Regions from separate parts of the Zea mays genome. Here region 2 is linked to region 1. Evidence: chromatin contacts called from public Hi-C data. All regions are on one chromosome and are shown on one strand. The core of a region is the stretch at or near the end of the contact, and the rest is flanking DNA. Distances in the headings are between cores, read along the strand shown. Region 1 holds the start of LOC112163586. Region 2 holds the start of LOC100191377.

Region 1 (3,694 bases), core at 706-3,205:
AAAGCCGATAAAAACATGTACAGAGATGCTTTCATTTTTGCACTAATAGAAAGTCAGCTTTTAAAAAAATTTGTTTTCTAAATCCAGCCCATTAGTTTGGTTTTTGGTTTTTAGAGCGCAAAAGCAAAAGCAAAAGCCAAAAGTCAAACCGAAAATCAAACCAAACACACACTGACCAGTTACAAATATACTATGTGTTTGCTTGCTTACGGGAGCAGAAAGAAACAGACTATGCATATGTGTTGACTGAGCATTGTATTGATTTGTATTTGGTTGATTGTATGCATCTATGAAGACCCAACCTAAGTGGCCCCAAGGCATTTAAGTAACCAATCACATGAATAAAGACCCAATCGGACTGACGGGGTTTGGGCGGATGGGATCACGGGTGGGAGGAATTCCGGCTGGTTGTTCGGCTGAAAGCGAAGACAGAGAGACGGACATCGAACTAGATGGACGGTTGTTGGGCCAACATAAGGCACAAAGCACTTCCATAAGAGCTGGAAACGAGAGCTCGGCTTGGTGCGGCTCATGCGCCTAGCGAGCCAGTCTCAAGCTTGATCCGTCGTATTGCGAGCTGGAAAGTCAAACTCGATTCGGGCTCGTAAGCCACCACACTAAATTCAATTTAAATATAAATTATATATTTTTATTATATGTAAAATATGAATATATTTTAAATTATATCTAGCACTACACCCATGAAAAATAAGAAAATAAATCGGTAACATAGTAATGTAATAGTATCACAACATAACACTATATAATTCGGTAGACTCGTGAGCCGGCTCGGCTCACTGTTTAAGGTAGCTATAAAATTAGGCTCCGCTAGGGCTCGTTCAAGCTCGCGAGCCGAGCTGAGTCTAATCGAGCCCGAGCCGACTCATGAGCCTTGAGTTTTTTTTCTAACCCTACCAATACAACAATACGTGAAGCTATGAGATTTTTTTTTCACGTAACTTCCGAGTGTTCATCCACACATCATACCAATTCATTCAGCTATATTAACTTGGCTTAAACCAAGACATGAACTTGGTTCCGCCCAAAAAGAACATAAAACCCTAGCTATATAATATATTTCTACTCCACAACCATAATTACTATATATATATTTGGATTGATGGATACATGGTATTAGGATTTGCTTCAAAACCTATCATTTGTATAATGTGTTATTTTGATAGATGTTTAATATTTATGGATATATGTGATCCGACGGATAACTTTGATCCACATAGGTACACATATGAGGGACAATTGTACCTATTAGTGGATATGAATGACCCGACATGATTGTTTTTTTGTTACAGGTATGAGTATAAAATAGCAATATCATGTGAGAATTTACCCATTACCGTCTCTACATGCAATAGTATAGAGTCTGATTCCAAAACAAATTATGACGCAATTGTGGCCGTTGAATAAAATTTTGAAATTGTGGAGCCATTTAGGTGACTGTGTAAAAGTTGTATATTTTGTTGTAACACGCGAACATATTGTCTGATACTAAAGGTCTGTTTGCAAGCAATCTAGTTTTTAAAAACCCATTTTTATTTTTTAGCTAGGAGAGACCAGCTTTTCAGTTTTTAAGAAACTGATAATTTAATTTCTATAAACCGAGTCATAAGAACCACCTAAATTTCTATAAACCAGTTTTTTAAAAACTAGGTGCTTCCAAACATAGTCTAAATAACTCCTGTCAGTCAATTATTAAATATATTTACAACTACAACAAACATAATTGAAATAAATATATAACCATTTTACAACTGCAACAAACATCATTGAAATAAATTAGTTGGAAACTAGAAGCCGTAAATGGAGCGATTCCAATTCGTTCTTATTACGGGCAAGCTGAAAATGGTGGGCCTTCACAACAAGTTGGCCCAGCCCACCTTTAGACTGGATCGAGCCCGATCGGCAAAAGGGCAACTCGAACGTTGATGTTGTTTCCAGTTGAGTTGGAGCGGAGTGCGGGCAGGCAAAGGCCGCAGGACACGCCGACCAGCAGCTTCTTTTCCGCCGCCTCGCCTCCCACACTTTTCCCTCTGCTGTGCTGGGTGCTCCGCTTTGCTCTGCTTGCCGCTCTCCGCCTCTCCCCGATCTCCACTCGACTCGTGTTGGCTTGGCTTCCACTTCCAACTGACTCGACTGGATTCAAGCGCCCGACATCCGCGGAGACTTGGCCGCGAGCCTGCGTTCGAATCCTGAGGACGAGATCGCCAGAGCCGCCGGGACCGATCGAGTTCCGGCTGCCAATGCCGGCTCTGCTCTTGCTGCTCCTGTTGGCCGCGGCGCCGGCGCCGGCGCGGGCGGGAGACCCGTACTCCTACTACGACTGGGAGGTCTCCTACATTTCGGCGCAGCCCCTCGGCGTCAAGCAGAAGGTGCCGCCCGTCCATCCCCTCTCCCTCCCTTGCATTCCTGCAACAGTGGCATCGACATTGACATAGGCGGTCGCAACAGGTGATTGGCATCAACGGCCAGTTCCCGGGCCCTCCCCTGAACGTGACCACCAACTGGAACGTGGTGGTGAACGTCCGCAACGCGCTGGACGAGCCGCTGCTGCTCACCTGGAACGGCGTGCAGCAGCGCAAGACGGCGTGGCAGGACGGCGTGCTCGGCACCAACTGCGCCATCCCCGCCGGGTGGAACTGGACCTACACGTTCCAGGTCAAGGACCAGGTCGGCAGCTTCTTCTACTTCCCCTCCACGCCGCTGCACCGCGCCGCCGGGGGCTACGGCGCCATCACCATCAACAACCGCGACGTCATACCCATCCCCTTTGCCTTTCCCGACGGGGACATCACGCTCTTTATCGGTGACTGGTATAACCGTGGGCACAGGGAGCTCAGGAGCGCGCTCGACGGGGGCACCCTGCTGGGCGCCCCTGATGGTGTGCTCATCAATGGATTGGGACCCTATCAGTACAACGAATCCGTGGTTCCACCAGGGATTGTCTATGAGAGGATCAATGTCGAGCCAGGTTATTTGCATTGTAATTTTGAATTTCCATTTGCTAGAGTACTACTTGATCGAGAGGGGATGAAATCAATAGTACCGTCTTGATTGTCATTTCAGGGAAAACTTACAGGTTTCGGGTACACAATGTTGGGGTCTCAACAAGCCTCAATTTCAGGATCCAGAACCATAACCTGCTCCTTGTTGAGACAGAAGGCTCCTACACCTCGCAGCAGAACTACACCAACCTGGACATCCATGTTGGCCAGTCCTACTCCTTCTTGGTCACCATGGACCAGAATGCCAGCACTGATTACTATGTTGTTGCAAGCGCACGCTTTGTTGATGCAGCTGTTGTGGATAAATTGACCGGTGTTGCTATTCTCCATTACTCTAACTCCCAGGGTCCAGCCTCTGGCCCTCTTCCAGATCCTCCGAACGATCAGTATGACACGGCGTTCTCTATAAACCAAGCAAGATCCATCAGGTATTCCTGTTGATTTTGCATTATTACTATCATATGCACTGTAGATGGCGTTGCTCACATATAGTGCATCCTTCAACCATTGTGCTGTTTCAGATGGAATGTTACAGCTAGCGGTGCCCGCCCAAATCCACAGGGCTCATTCCATTATGGTGACATTACTGTAACAGATGTGTTCCTGTTGCAGAGTAGAGCACCTGAGCTCATAGATGGAAAACTGCGTTCTACTCTCAATGAGATTTCTTACAT
Region 2 (3,928 bases), core at 357-2,856, 240 kb before region 1:
CAGTAACCCTCGCCTCCGTGACCTAATTGCTCTCCTTCTGAGACACCAAGACAGGAGGAGCCATCTCCTCCAAATCCACAGCCAATTTATTGCCCGCCAGGTGTTCGACCAAAGTCCCGCGTCGTGGCGCGCCTTCCTCAAGGCCTACTCCCACGGTCCTTTCCCCTGGAAGCTCTGCACCTCTTCAAGCACGCGCGCCAGCACCTGGCTGATGACACATTTGTCTTCAAGTTCGTGCTCAAGGCTTGTGCGGGTCTGGGGTGGCATCGAGCTGGTGCACAGCTCCATGCGCTCGTTGTCCAGAAGGGGTTCGAGTTCCATGCCTATGTGCACATCGCCCTTATCAATGTGTATGTCATGTCCAGGTGCTTGGTGGAAGCACGCAAGGTGTTCGATGAAATGCCAGTGAAGAATGTAGTTTCGTGGAATGTGATGATCACTGGCTTTGCTGGATGGGATGAGGTTGAGTATGCGAGGCTTCTGTTTGATCAGATGCCCTGCAGAAATGTTGTCTCATGGACTGGGCTGATTGATGGATATACACATGCTTGTCTTTATGCAGAGGCTCTTACTCTTCTCCGCCACATGATGGCAGGAGGCATTAGCCCGAGTGAGATAATTGTTTTAGCAGTTATTCCTGCGATATCTAATCTTGGAGGGATCGTTATGGGTGAGATGCTGAATGGCTATTGTGAGAAGAAGGGTATCATGTCAGATGTCCGGGTTGGGAATTCACTCATAGACTTGTATGCTAAGATTGGCTCTGTGCAAAACTCGCTAAAGGTGTTTGATGAAATGCTGGATAGAAGAAATTTGGTGTCATGGACATCAATAATTTCTGGTTTTGCAATGCATGGGCTGTCAGTTGAGGCACTTGAGTTGTTTGCAGAGATGAGAAGAGCAGGGATTAAGCCCAACAGAATCACCTTCTTGAGTGTCATCAATGTCTGCAGTCATGGGGGTCTGGTACAGCAAGGGTTAGCATTTTTCAAAAGCATGGTTTATGAGTACAATATAGATCCAGAGATCAAGCATTTTGGGTACATCATAGACATGCTAGGTAGGGCTGGACGTTTGTGTGAGGCTGAGCAAATAATAGAAGGGTTGCCTATGGAGGTTAATGTAACTGTATGGAGGATACTGTTAGGTTGTTTCAGTAAGTATGGAGAAGTTGAGATGGGGGAGAGGGCAATAAAGATGATATCAGACTTAGAAAGAGAATCTGGAGGTGATTTTCTGCAGGTGCTCCGTGCAGCTGTGGGGCATATATTAGCAAGAGTTCAAGACTTTTTGGTTTAAAGCACCATTTCTTCGGCGCATCCCAGCATTTGCACGCTTGATCATAGAAAATCTTACACCGTTTCCTCCAATCCACGCTGTATCAGACCTAAAAATGCTTAACAGCCTCGATCAATCTGTATAGCGCCCGATAGGGCGCTGCTGATTCTAGTATCATCAATCCATGATAGCGCATCCAACTAAGTCCTCAATTGAAACTTCACCTTACGTGAGCCGTTGGATCTAAACCCAACGGCAGGAATTCGAATGCGCTAGGGCTATGAAAACATGCGACACGGAATAGTAGAAACTCACCCCAAGCAGCAAGCACCCGAGCGGCCAGCTCCAGCCCCACCAGAGAAATACGGCGTAAACGCCGCCGGGGACCAACCCAGGCGACCGGGGTGCCTAGCTCGCCGTTTCTTTTCGCCTTCTCCTCGCAATTTCTTAGGATCAACGCCCTACTACACGACGGGGGTTTTCCCCTTCGGCCGCCACTCCGTCCTTTCGCAGCCTGCCGCCGGCGCCATGCTGTACATCGTGGGCCTCGGCCTGGGCGACGAGCGCGACATCACTGTGCGGGGGCTCGATGCCGTACGCAGCTGCTCCAAGATATACATGGAGGCATACACATCCCTCCTTTCCCTCGGCCTCGACCCGGCCGCGCTCGCCAACCTGGTGCGTCTCCCTTCTCTTGTCCGCCCATCACCTGTTCGAGCAAATACCCACGTGGCTCGTTCAGAGTTTCACTGGCGTTCTCGCTTTCTCCTGTGCGCGTCCAGGAGAAGCTGTACGGGAAGGAGATAACGGTCGCCGATCGGGAGATGGTGGAGGAGCGTGTCGACCAGGTGCTAAGCGAGGCTGCCGACACTGACGTCGCCTTCCTTGTTGTTGGCGACCCGTTCGGGTAGTTTATTCTCTCCCGTTTTTTGAGTCAGCAGTGTGAAGGTGTCTGTAGCTGGCATAAGTTCCGGGCATGCTTGACGGAACTCAGTGTGCTGTTCTTGAGTTGGTGGCCATGTCATTAGAGTACAAGTGGCGGAGTACATACTTTCTGTTGCGGAGATGTTCTTGGATAGACTTGCTCATGAATTCGACTAAATTTGTTAGTTGTGCTTTGATTGACCATCAATATGGCATTATTTTTGCATTCTCAGTTACATGCCACTGGCCATGATTCTACAGATGTCTCTGGGTCTTACAACTGGTTGCTTGTGCTATGTTACTTGGGGCTTAAAATATGTTCCTCATGTGACACACGATGTCCTTTGATAAGTAATGTGCACAAATTTACCATTTTGCACGCACTGAAGTTTGATTGGAGTCGATACAGACACTTGTAGGGTTTTATTTAGCTCTGTGAGTTAAATTTTATTCTGTCGTCTTGGTGACATTTTCAGGGCAACTACACATACTGATCTGGTTGTTCGTGCCAAGAAAATGGGAGTAGAAGTGAAGGTGATCCACAATGCATCTGTCATGAATGCAATTGGAGTTTGTGGGCTACAACTTTACCGCTATGGAGAAACTATCTCAATACCATTCTTCACAGACGAATGGAGACCAGATAGTTTCTATGAGAAGATTCAGAACAATCGCCAGCTTGGGCTACACACACTTTGCCTGCTTGGTTTGTGACTCTTGATCGACTTTTCTGGATTCTTGGTTATCAAGAATTAGGCAATTGATCTAATATTTGTAGCCATAGGTAATGTGTCTTATAGTTTAACCATTGTACAGGGTATACTGAACTTAAGTAGACACTGATTATTGCAAGCAAATACAATGAATGTTCAAACTATTAGACTGCCAGTGTCAAGATATAGTGTTGTTCAGTCCCTAATCTATGTTGTTTGAAACCAAGATCTTTCTCATAATATTCATTTCCAGTTTTAAATGATATATGCATTGTACCAAAGCATGGATAACAGAAGTTGTTTTACTTCATGATGGCTGATTTAATGTATTGTTCGATGTAGATATCCGTGTCAAGGAGCCAACATGGGAATCTTTAGCCAGGTAAATTAGCATCATTTAAATTCTTATTCTCAATACCTTGCAGTGCAGAATTGCCATCTCACTTGCTAAGTGTTCAGTTTGATGCAAACAGCTCTTAGTAGTTGTTTTTTATATTTACATTGGATAGATGACAGATCCATCTTTTCCTATGTATTTATGCAGAGGAAAGAAAGTCTATGAACCACCAAGATTCATGACTGTAAACACTGCAATAAGTCAGCTTTTTGAGGTGGAGGAAGCACGTGGGGGATATGGTATTTAAACTTCTTTTGAGGAGCTGTCTTTCTTTTTAAAAAATCATTTTGTATCAAACAATAGCTTCTTATGCTTATCGAAGTTAGAATTGTTTTAAAAAACAATTCATGATTCTTGCTCATACCATAGATATTGTTAGGTTTTTCCTTCATTGTTCCAGGTGCTTCATATATCCAACCATCTAGTATTACCGTGGTATCAAATTTAAAGATCATTTTCTTCCAGCATATCGCAGGGAAACATTGTGCATAGGAGTGGCACGACTTGGAAGTGATGATCAGAAGATTGTTGCTGGGCCTATGGAGAAGCTACTAGATGTTGATTTTGGGCCACCCCTTCACTGCCTGATCATAGTGGGAGAGACTCATCCTTTGGA

What was found. Hi-C and Micro-C count contacts between places; a contact is called where the count stands out from the background.
Region 2: a Hi-C map of leaf shows a contact between it and region 1, with 6 times the contacts expected there. The contact joins the promoter of LOC100191377 here to the promoter of LOC112163586 in region 1. A contact is called at or near these places in 4 of 25 Hi-C or Micro-C datasets (ear, endosperm, leaf and 1 more).

Annotation. Positions count from the first base shown.
Region 1 is chr1:61,027,447-61,031,140 of Zm-B73-REFERENCE-NAM-5.0, reverse strand. LOC112163586 reads left to right here and starts at 1,955. Exons shown (of 7, transcript NM_001361318.1): 1 at 1,955-2,387; 2 at 2,467-2,986; 3 at 3,082-3,448; 4 at 3,542-3,694. The coding sequence starts at 2,259.
Region 2 is chr1:61,264,993-61,268,920 of Zm-B73-REFERENCE-NAM-5.0, reverse strand. LOC100191377 reads left to right here and starts at 1,606. Exons shown (of 6, transcript NM_001136811.1): 1 at 1,606-1,956; 2 at 2,061-2,185; 3 at 2,679-2,908; 4 at 3,258-3,297; 5 at 3,460-3,551; 6 at 3,778-3,928. The coding sequence starts at 1,807.